Linked DNA regions of Sus scrofa: all the other regions are linked to region 1. A link is a contact called in public HiChIP or PLAC-seq data. All regions are on one chromosome and are shown on one strand. Each heading gives the region's core, a stretch centred on a gene start, on an enhancer-like site or on the middle of the called end of the contact. The rest is flanking DNA. Distances are from core to core; before and after follow the strand shown. Region 1 has its middle 200 kb from the start of SETD4. Region 2 has its middle 350 kb from the start of RUNX1. Region 3 has its middle 380 kb from the start of RUNX1. Region 4 has its middle 410 kb from the start of RUNX1.

Region 1 (2,739 bases), core at 100-2,599:
TTTCCTGCAAAACCTGAAGTCTAATGACTGGCTGACAAGTCAGGAGCATGGCAGCCTGACCTCCTGCTCCAACTCAGCAGGATTCTGAAAACGATGCCAGCTTCCATGGGATAAGAGCCACATTGTTCAATTTCTCCTCTGGCCCCTGCTGCTTCCTCCCTGGTTGGATCACCAGAGTGCCCCTAACCAACGTCCACCATGCTGATGTGCCCCTCACCGTCTGCTTCAGGAACCCACCCTGATGCCAGAAGTGGTTCCAGAAAGCAAGGCTAATTAATATAATTTCAGAACTGGACCACCCACTGCCCAGCTAGCAGTGAATCTCTATCACGCAGCTCGAGGTTCAAAGCAGCAGAGAACTGGGGCAGGAAATGCATGGCCCGTGCATTTCCACTGGCTGTTTGAGAAATACAAACAGGAAAGAGCCATTCTGAAGAGGTAAGATTGGATGGCTGTTGTCCAGGTCTCTTGATGTTTGGGAGGGTGACAGCAAAAGCCTGAGGATGTTAACCATCAATGAAATGCTAAGTGTGAAAGGCAGAAGTCCTCCTTGCCAGCTCCTAAAGAGACTCAGCCCTCGTATTCAAATTGCAGAGAAAGCTAAGGATCAGGCACAGGACTTATTCATGAAAATAGCAGGGTTCCACGGGATCTCAACCAAACCTGGCAGCTCTGCTTGGACAAAGCTCAGAGCTCCTGGTGGGAAAGAATCATGCCCCCAGTCCCCAAGTGTTTAGGAACAGATAAACTGATGGTTGCCAAGGCTTACACAAATAAGAGCTATCACAGTGAGGAAGCTCAAGGGGGAAGTTTCTAAACTGTCTCCTACCCCAGCCAAGAGAGTAAATCAAAAACGATATCGTATCCTTGGATGGGTTAGAGGGGGAGGTTTGGATTTTGAAGCTTAGAACTACCCTTAAGTACCTACAGGATGCAGAGTGTGGCTGTTATCATATCACCATTGAATTAATCAGTCTGGGCCCTGCAGAACTCACATCGGTCCTGGAGGGTGACAGACTCCTACAGACTTAAACAAGCAGCAGCCACAGCTGGCACTGAAGCTTCCTTACCAGATAGTCTATTTTTTCTTAAACACAGGCTCAGGTACATGGTGTGCAGCCTTTGATCTGGGAACTCTGTCCTTTCATCCCTATCAAAAAGAAGGATCAGAAACAGTTCACATTTGCTCAGAACAGACAACGGTATTCATTTGCAGTGTTGACCCAGGGCTATGCTAACTCTCTTCTCTCTGTCATAATATAGTCTGAGGAGCCCTGGACAAGCTGGGCATTTGCAGGATATCAGGCTGGGGGTGACATCATGTAAATCAGACCTGATGAGCAAGAAGTGTCAAGGATACTCAAAGCCTTCACAAGTCAGACTCATGCCATAAATAAAATGGGAACTAACCATCACAGGCCACATCAGCAAACTTTTTAAAGGTCTAGGGTCTAGGCATTTCAGGATATCTCAGCCAAAGTAAATAACAAATTATTATCTCACCCCTTCTTAAAAAAAAAAAAAGTAAAACTGCAGCACAATAGCCTTTAGGTTTCAGGGACACTAGTTTCACAGTTGGGAATATTGCTCGTATCCATATAACAAGGGATAGAATGGCCATCAAAACAGGGAAATCTCTGCAAAAGTCCTGCCACAGCATAAATGGCCCTATGGCCTAAGCTTCATGGCCCAGCAGACCCTCTGGCATTAGTAGTACTAGTGATGGAAAAGAAACACAGTGTGGAGTTTTTGGCAATCCAAATTGGGAAAATCACAACTCCGAAACTTAAGAGTTCTGGAGCAAACATGTCCACTACATCTAATAACAATATAGCTTTAGAATAAAGAGCACCCCGCATGCTGCTGTCCCCAACCAGGGGACACGAGGTAATCAACCATCCATGATGAGCTGGGTTCCGTCACACCCAGGAAGCCACATACCCAACAGCCATCTATTGTAAGATGAAAGTGGTGCATCCAGATCAGGGCATAAACAAGTTATCCCAGCAGGTACCCCAGATCTCCATGGTATTCACCATTGCTGCATCAGTGCCTCCCCTTAGCTCATACCCATGGCCACATGGGAGGTCCGTTATGACCAGCTGATGGAGCAGGGGAAAGCCCAAGCTTGATTTATCCATGAGTCAGCTGAATACCAAAGGCACAAGCCAAACAAACAGTGGCTGCTGTTCAGCCTCACTTGGAGGGGGCGGCCTTAAAAGATAGTGGTTGGAGGAAACCATCCCAAAGTCAGCACTTTGGATGGCGCGTACTCCATGTTAAAAGGGAACTGGGACTTGGAAATGGCCAGTGTACAGATAACATGAGGTCCTTACACCATGACTGGACTTGGATAGACAGCAACATCTCTGGGTAGTTTATGTCACTGTCTCCAAAATCTAGACAAGCATCAGAACCACCTGTTGAAAAGTTTTAAAGACTGTAAGTCCCTAACCCCCATCTCAAAATTACTGAAATAAATGCCCCAGAGAAGGAGCTCATACGTCTATATTTTATGAAAGATCCTTAAGTGATTCTGCTATTGCTAGTCCTTGAACTGGTATTTGGAAAACATTTGTTTAAGTGATCAGCAATGCCACAAAGAAGAAAAAAAAAATATTAGCAAATACTGCAAACACACAACTAGTCCTATTGTGGTAATCATTTTGCAACATATATGTGTATCAAATCATCGTGTTGTACAGCTTAAACTTAGAGTGTTATATGTCAATTATATCT
Region 2 (2,739 bases), core at 72-2,571, 400 kb before region 1:
ATAAACAAACACATGTTGATGCCACTGACCCAAGTGAGACTTAAATTATCCATTCACAGAATATTCCTAAAAGGACTTGTGCTTTTTCTAACTGATGTTAATTTTGTCTCCTTATTCTGCCTTTCTAAGGACACTGGGCCTTGAACTTGTACTCTTCCAATCTGCTGTCATGACTTTTTCCTTCCTTGTTCTTCCTTTATTATATATAAAGAAACTATATATATATATAGTAGATTTACAATATTGTGTTAGTTTCAGGTGTACAGCAAATTGATTCATAATATACATATATATATATGTGATATTTTTAAGATTATTTTACCTTATAGACTGTTATAGAATATTGAGTAGAGTTTCCTGTGCTACATGGTAGGTCCTTGTTGGTTATCTATTTTATATATAGTAATGTGTCTATTTATTCCCAAACTATGAATTTATCTCTCTGTCTCTCTCCCCTCTTCTAACTGTAAGTTTGTTTTTTATAAGTCAGACTCGAAGGCAAGTACTTTGTGATAGGTGGAGAAAGAGGAAAAGTGAGTAGAACAGAACAAGTTTCACCTAGCCCTGTAAAAGATGCTCATCTCCATTCATAGAAAAAAATGTTTCCTGTGGAAAACTTCAAAGCAAATTCCATAGAAGTGTTGAGCTGGTTCATAGCCATCTGAGAATGGACTGGATAATAACTTTAAAGGAATTGGTAAGGAAGAGAGTCACTTGATTAGAGGTTTATGTACTGTGAGAAAACTGTCTCTACAGGTATTGAGAGCAGAAAATAGGATGAAACTCCAGAAGCAAGGTTGTTCCTTGTGGCAAAAGGTGCTACTAGCAATCCAGACTGTCTCCAGTCCCACTCAGCTATAATTCCGAGGGACTCGTAAGGAGGTTTGGATTCAGTTTGACTTTTACTGAGATACTCAGATGGGTTCAAATTAAAAGCCCCTGTTCATGGCAATTTCTTGAATTAGAGATCTGAGTAAAGAAGTAGCCACCTGGGCTCTGACAACTTCTGAAACAGAGTTGCTTTCAGAAATATCTGAGGAAGTTCAGAAACATCTGGACCTTTGGCTATCCAGAGCATAAAGGGTGTGCATGGGCCACAAGCAAAGCCAGGAAGAGAAAAAAAGAAGAACCAAAAGAAATGGTTTAAGAATATGATACTTTTTTTTTTTTTTCAAAAGTGAGGTCACTCTGGGGAACATCAGCAAGTTGCCAACATCCTTATTCTCTCTCTGGGTTTCAGGCCTGTTTTTCCCTTGGATGACAAACAGCCCTAGAGGGGCCAAGAACCTCTCCTTGAGAAGGGACTTTAGACATTTTACAGGGCGTAAGCATAAGCAAACCCCCAGGACAAGTGACCTCAGAGCAGGGTGAGGAGAGCGAGGCATTAGCCTGAAGCATAACATTTAGGGAAGAACCAAAAAAAGGTAGGGACATGATAAGTAATATTTCAAATTTTAAAAGGTCAAAATCAATGCCAAAACTCAAGATGAACGAAATACCAAAACTTTAAATAAAAACATGCTCAGGGTCCCTGATTTTTCCTTTTGCCTCAGGTTCGAGCAGGGCTCAGCATAACACTGTTACTGATCTTATTGTTATTTAGATTTTTGATATCTTGTTCATTGGGATTTTTCTGTATTTTGAATTTTAAAAATATTGTATTAAAGTGATTGTTCATGATGATTAAGGTTTTTGTGTCCCCTTCAGTGATGTGGTTGAGGCCATGCCTCATTCACCCATCCTCATCCAGGTCCTGATCACAGGGAAATAGAAGCAAAGATGAGATTCAAAGAAACCGCATAAGTGTGACCAAGGCAGAGAAATCCCCAGAGACCATTTTATATTAGAGATATGGTAATCCCTGATTTGCAACAGCCACCAGGACATCTGTGACTGTTTCTAAAATCTTCCCATTTGGGTATCCCTAAATTAGCTATAAATCCTGACATTCTAATAATGCAGGAAAGCAAAGCAAAAACAAACAAACAAAAATTAGCAAAAACACATAGTTAGAACAACATTAGAGAGGATTCTAAGCCAGTATCTTAACTTCCTTTTCAAGAAAAAAAATTTTAATTTTGTAAAAATCGGGTCTCTCTGTCATCTCCCCAATTCCAAGATTCTAGTGCATCTGTGAATATTTTATTAGGTGCTTGACTTTTTGAAATCACAGAGAGGAACCCTCCTTGTATATCCTACCTTCTAATTAGCAGAGAATAATCATTTTAAATGGCCTAAAATTAGAATTGTTTTCACCTTTGTTTCTACATACTTAAAAAAAAAAAAAGGAAATACTCCATAAAGTGAGAAAAAAAAAAATTCTAGCCACAAGAAGATAAGGTTTAAGTAAAGAGGGTCTATAAATATTTTGGCTAATTTTTCTAGGGCTTGAAATCTTAACTCAAAACATTTTACCCAAGATTCAGCATTAATATACATAAATGTGTAAAATATATAAAAATTCTAAAGTTCCTAGTTGTTGAATTGTTTGAGACCAATGATCAAAACTGAGTGATGGTGATTTCTCTATGCATTTTCCCTGTGGTGTGTAGGAAAGACTGTTCTGCCACCTATTGGCCTTCTGCGTGAAATAGATTTGATCACACCTGGAAGCAAGGCTTTACCTGGACTTGGAAAAGGTATCGCTTCAGCAAAGTCTGGTTCTCTCCCTCTGGAAAATGGCAGGGCTTCCTCTAAGGCCACGGCAGTGCCCCCAGTTCTCAGAGTTAACTGACTGCT
Region 3 (2,739 bases), core at 155-2,654, 380 kb before region 1:
CATTCAAAGAAAAAATGTTGATAAATTGGTTAGGGACTAAAACCAAGGATTTTTGAGAATCTTGTTACTGAGAAAGGAGGGAAAAAAAGGTATCTTGCTTGGGATTATGGAAAGACATCAAACTGGTAAAAACTGGGAATTAATTCCTTTTTTGCCATTTTAAGTTGCTTACCAACGTGTCACCTATCCTCTTGGTGGTTCAGAGCTCATTCTGGAGAAACAAAGTGCTTTAAGGATGCTGTGTTCTCCATGCAGGAATTGTATACAGTCTAGCAGTGAGCCTCCACGTAGAGATGCACGCGTGAACCCTGCCCTGAAATGAAGGGCGCTAGCCTGGAGTACACACACACACACACACACACACACACACACACACACACACACACACACACACACACACATTTAGGTAACACTCTGAGCCATATGTTGCCTAGAGATTTCCACTTTCCATAAGCTAATCTCAACTAAAAGGTAGGTAGAGCCTCATCAGAAAAATCAATGTTCACTGACTAAAGCAGTTTTGTGTTCAGTTCTAAGACTCCAGAAAGAGATCTCCTGGCCCCAGACCTTGCTAGCCAGTGGGGGAACAATGACACAAAGCCTTGGGGGTGTCCCCAAGGGACAGCCAGGCTCAGCATTTGCTGTGAAGATAAGTAGCCACTCTGGATATTTGAGGCAGGCAGGACACAGTGCCAGAGACTGGGTTAGGCAGCATTATTCTAAGGAGATCCTTTCTTTTTAGCAAAACCCTTCATTTTGAAATCATTTCAAACTTACATAAAAAATTACAAAAATTGCGCAAAGCGACTCCTTTATACCTTCATTACATTTCCCAACTCTCACCATTTTATCAGTTTTGTTTTGTCATTTTCTATCTTAAGGATCATATGAGAGTAAATTGCAGACAAGATGCCTCTTTACCAAATAGTTCAGTGCCCATTTCCTAAGAAGGACATTCTCTTACATAAGTTCAGTGCAATCAGCAAAATCAGGAAATGATCATTGATATAACACTAGTATCTAACTTTGGAGACAATCTTTTAACTGTCCCTTCTGCACATTTTTTGATTACTGCGTGGGTTTCTGTGCCTTCAGAAGACTGAGACACCTTCCTCCTTAGATGGGTCTTCGGGATTCCCAAAAGGCAGAATCAAACCATCTCCACATCCAGCCTAAAGATTCTCTAAGGAGGTGGCATTCAACTTTCTCAAAGGAAGCACATTTTCAACTCATTCTTTAGTTGAGTCCATTTCTTAAAATTCCCTCTGATGGCAAAAGTTTAAACAGCCAAGCTGCTGCCAGAAAAAGTTGTCTAGCAGTCTTTCCCGTCCCCCTGCCCCTCCCAGCCAGCTTCCTCCCCCTCTCTGTCTGCCCCGTGTCTGACACAGAAGCCACATCAGACACCCGGAGAAGAAGCAGACTCACAGCCTGTCAACACGTCCTGCGCTGCCTGACTCTCAGCATGGTGGTTGCAGGGGGTCAGGAACAGACAAGATGCTTCCAACACGGGGACCATTTAATCCGACACTATTTGCATCCACAGAAGGCACAAAGCCCACTCCATGGTGGCCAGGTGATGGGAATTAGGCATGAGCCCTGGTAAGAATCCTAAGTGCCCTCCTGACTGACAAGGATCGCCCCCTCCTTAATTTGGGTTTTGCCATTGGAAGGCTCAAAATACCTGGCAACAAATAACTTCAGCTGTTAATCTGGGATTTTCATTTTAAAAGGATTTTTGAGCCTTTATATGCAGATGTTGAAATCATTTCAACATGCTTCCCCCTAACAGAGTTCAGTGTAATAGAAAAACATTACTTCCAGCAGGCTTTTCACGCTTGGTAACCGACACACTTTGGAACTTGGTGCCTGGGATGGCCTGTTAACCAAGTACAACCATGTGATTTTTCTAATGAGACTTCTGATCCATCCAGAAATATGAACGGATGAACAATCTAATGACCCGTTCCTGGAACATGTGCTTTTCCAGAACTTTCTCACAGTCTAAGACAGTTTTCTTCCGTTAACAAAAGATGTAACATTGAACATTTTCTGGCTTTTAAAAAACCCAAAAAAACAGAACAAAGAATCTGAAAGAAGTTAAGTGTACATAAAACATTTTAATGATGGTTTTGTTTATGTCTAGTTAAAAATGAGGACAGGAGGCTAGGGGTTTCCTTGTAACAGCAGCCCAGGCATTACCTGGGAGTTGTTACCATGGAGATTCTCAGGCTCCACCCCAGACCTTCCCAGTCAGAATCTGGGTTCTAACATGGTGCCCCAGGGATCTGCAAGCACTTCACAGTTTGAGAAGCAGTGTGACGGACACGTGTGCCATCCCAGCAAAGATGCGGAGTAGGCTGAAAGAAATGCTTGCAGAGTGATCAGACCACAAAGAAGCTTCCTGGAAGGGATGGGGGCATGTAGTCTCTGAAAGACTAAGTGACTAATATTCCACTTGATTTTTTCCAAAAGAGGGTAGCCAGACGGAGCAAATAAAAATACAGGACACTCAGTTAAAATTACATTTTAGATCAATATTGAATAATTTTTCTAGTAGGTCCCCTGCAACATTTGGACATACTTGTAATAAAAAATTATATATCAGGGAGTTCCCATAATGGCTCAGTGGAAACGAATCTATGATCAGATCCATGAGGACGGAGGTTCAATCCCTGGCCTTGATCGGTGGATTAAGGATCTGGCATTGCCATGAGCTGTGGTGTAGGTCACAGATGTGGC
Region 4 (2,739 bases), core at 61-2,560, 340 kb before region 1:
AGGAGCTCAGCTTGGGAGACTGACTGCTTGGGTTTGAATCCCGGTTTGGTGCCACTAGCCAACTATTGTCGGGTTTCTGTTTCCTCATCTTTGAAAATATTGTTTCCTTTTCACAGCCACACCTGAGGCATATGGAATTTCCTAGGCTAGGCATAGGCAGCTGCAGGCCTATGCCACAGCCACAGCAGACCCAAGCCACATCTGGGACCTATACTGTACCTTGTGGTAATGCCAGATCCCTCACCCATTGAGTGAGGCCAGGGATGGAACCCACGTCCTCATGGAAACTATGCTGTGTTCTTAACCCGCTGACCCACAACAGGACCTCCCTGTTCCCTCGTCTTTAAATAAAAACTTCCAGTATAGGAACTGGGGAAGAATGAGAAGGAAGCTCTTAGGGGATGCTATGAGGGTAAAATGAGTCACCTGATATCAAGTGCTTAGTATCAGATCTGTATGAATCGCTCAATAAATTTGCATCATCTTCATTGGAAGAAGAGAATGTTCACAGAGTATGGATGCCTCCCATTGACTCCATGGACAATCATAATAGTCGTTTGCATCCCACTAAATAAAAGACAGCCAAGGGTTCCCACTGTGGTGCAGTTGGGTAATGATCAGGCTTGTCCATTTGGAGTCTCTGGTTCAATCCCTGGTGCAGGGCATTGAGTTTCATGACCCAGGATTGCTGTGGCAAAGGTCGCAGCTCTGGCTCAGATTTGCTCGCTGGCCCAGAAACTTCCATATGCCTCGAGCATAAACAAAAAAGGAGGAAAAAAAAAAAAAAAAGAGAGAGAGAGAGAGAAAGATACTGCCAATGGCTAGTTCTGTCCACTGCCCATGCTAAGTGACGTTAAGCTTCCTTGTTTTCCCTAGAAAATGAGCTTATGTATGTCTGAACTGGGATCATGTCAACTCTACACTTTTGAAAACTGTTGATTAATTGACAATTTTTTTTTTGCCACAACTTTGAAAGTATTTTATTTCCTTGAAATGAAACAAGGATTCATTCTTCTCTCTGTCTCTCTTCCTCTCTGAGTTCCCCACCTTCTGTCTTTCCCACATTCTCTCTCATTCTTTGGCTCTGTCTCTCTGTCTGTCTCTCTCCCTGGCACACACACGCATGTACATACATCATCACCGTCACCACTATCCTCCTAAAACAGAAGGATAGTATAAAGGAGGAAATACCACTGGCCTAATTTCCTAATGTAAACATTTTCATTTTATTGCCTATGGTGTCTCCAGTCATTCAAATGAACAGAATGGAGAAACTATCCCTGGTAACTTAAATGACTAGAACTGTGCTTACAACAGCCAGTCTTTGAAATTCTCTTATTCCTTACTTCCTCTTTCTCTCCTCTAGCTATGTAGCAGACACACAGAAAGCTGAGTGTCCTGAAAAATAAATGAACACATAGATTTATCCACCTAGAAGCCATGGGTTCTCTGCATCTCAAATTATAAATATTTGGGGGCAGAGGTTTAGTAAGACGAACTAAAAATCCCCCCACATCATTGCTCCTTCAGTTGGGTTCCTTTAAATACACAGAAGGAAATCTCAAAGTCTAAAATCCTTCCACTGGGGCTGCACCTGTGGGCAAATCACATCTAAGGAGCCTCAGAGACCATATGATGGCATAAAGAAAAATGCTGCATAAGTTAACACATTTCCCCGCAGCTTTAGTTGGGATAGTATCGGTGTATACATGTCTATTGCAAAACCACGATCACAGTAAGCTCAGTCAACCCCTCCACTGCCTCCCAAAATTATCATTGTTTGTGTGCAGTGATAAGATGTAAGGTCCACCTTCTCAACAATTTTCCTGTACCTGATACAGAGGTCCTTTAAAGACGTCGTGAGCACAGTTGTACAGCTTTAGGATCTTGCAGAGATTTTTAGGGGCAGAAGGCACCTGGGGAAGAGGAAGTAGAAAAGAGATGGGCTGAAGTCTTATTCTGATGAGACAAAAGCATTTCCTAGAAATCAGGATGGGAAGTCAGTTTTTACAGCATTTCACAGCTTCTGAAGATGCCCAGGTGGTTAAAACAGACTTTTTCTTAAGTCGACTAGCCTCTGGACCAATAGACCTGAGTTGGCTTCTCTGGGTCAGGATAGCACCCCCGCCTCAATTCATGGCACTATTTTCCCATAAGAGTTGTAGTGTCTCTAGAAATTCAAAAGATCTCAGAATGCAGGATAATCTTTGTTTAGTCAAAATCTCTTTAAAAGGTGTTGTTTTATAATGTCAGTTCCTAGAATTGCAGAAAAAAAAATCTCTGAAATTTTAAGTTTCTGCAGAAGAAATTAACCACAGTAATTTGTACTTTCCAATATTGTAGTCCATGACTCTGATGAAAGAATTCCAGCAGATTTCCTTCATCTGTAGTAAAATGTAAAAGATTTTTCTTACTCTTCTTACAACCAGGGCTTCAAAAAGGACCCAGCCAAATATAAATGTTCACCATTATACAAATCACAACCACATTCATATCTAAAAATTCAATTAGTTATCCAATGCAAATTAATTTTTTTCCTCCTGAAGTGTTGATAACACCAGGAAAGAATGATGCACAATGAAAGTTTGACACTATATATATATATATATATATATATATATATATATTCTAGTAAAAATCTGATATAACAATGAAGAGTATAATTGAGATAAATAAAATACAACATTAGGAGAGATTTATTTCTATACGGTTTTCCTGAAACAATTTCCTATTAGAAAC

The links. HiChIP or PLAC-seq counts read pairs in DNA pulled down with a chosen protein or histone mark.
Region 2: an H3K27ac HiChIP or PLAC-seq map of alveolar macrophages shows a contact between it and region 1. The contact joins two enhancer-like sites. A contact is called at or near these places in 2 of 47 Hi-C or Micro-C datasets (embryonic fibroblasts and epiblast stem cells) and 1 of 2 datasets of contacts at active chromatin or transcription factors (alveolar macrophages).
Region 3: a contact with region 1 is called in an H3K27ac HiChIP or PLAC-seq map of alveolar macrophages. The contact joins two enhancer-like sites. A contact is called at or near these places in 2 of 47 Hi-C or Micro-C datasets (fibroblasts and skeletal muscle) and 1 of 2 datasets of contacts at active chromatin or transcription factors (alveolar macrophages).
Region 4: a contact with region 1 is called in an H3K27ac HiChIP or PLAC-seq map of alveolar macrophages. The contact joins two enhancer-like sites. A contact is called at or near these places in 2 of 47 Hi-C or Micro-C datasets (both in embryonic fibroblasts) and 1 of 2 datasets of contacts at active chromatin or transcription factors (alveolar macrophages).

What each region holds. Positions count from the first base shown.
Region 1 is chr13:199,388,447-199,391,185 of Sscrofa11.1, forward strand. No RefSeq gene overlaps it. Among named protein-coding and RNA genes, the nearest start is that of SETD4, 200 kb to the right of the region's middle. Within about 2 kb of position 1,350, at least 5 of the 83 cell types and tissues checked have an H3K27ac peak or open chromatin away from gene starts, as enhancers often do. A contact at or near this core is called in alveolar macrophages, where this site is marked.
Region 2 is chr13:198,988,585-198,991,323 of Sscrofa11.1, forward strand. No RefSeq gene overlaps it. Among named protein-coding and RNA genes, the nearest start is that of RUNX1, 350 kb to the left of the region's middle. Within about 2 kb of position 1,322, at least 3 of the 83 cell types and tissues checked have an H3K27ac peak or open chromatin away from gene starts, as enhancers often do. A contact at or near this core is called in alveolar macrophages, where this site is marked.
Region 3 is chr13:199,009,832-199,012,570 of Sscrofa11.1, forward strand. No RefSeq gene overlaps it. Among named protein-coding and RNA genes, the nearest start is that of RUNX1, 380 kb to the left of the region's middle. Within about 2 kb of position 1,405, at least 7 of the 83 cell types and tissues checked have an H3K27ac peak or open chromatin away from gene starts, as enhancers often do. A contact at or near this core is called in alveolar macrophages, where this site is marked.
Region 4 is chr13:199,046,056-199,048,794 of Sscrofa11.1, forward strand. No RefSeq gene overlaps it. Among named protein-coding and RNA genes, the nearest start is that of RUNX1, 410 kb to the left of the region's middle. Within about 2 kb of position 1,311, at least 3 of the 83 cell types and tissues checked have an H3K27ac peak or open chromatin away from gene starts, as enhancers often do. A contact at or near this core is called in alveolar macrophages, where this site is marked.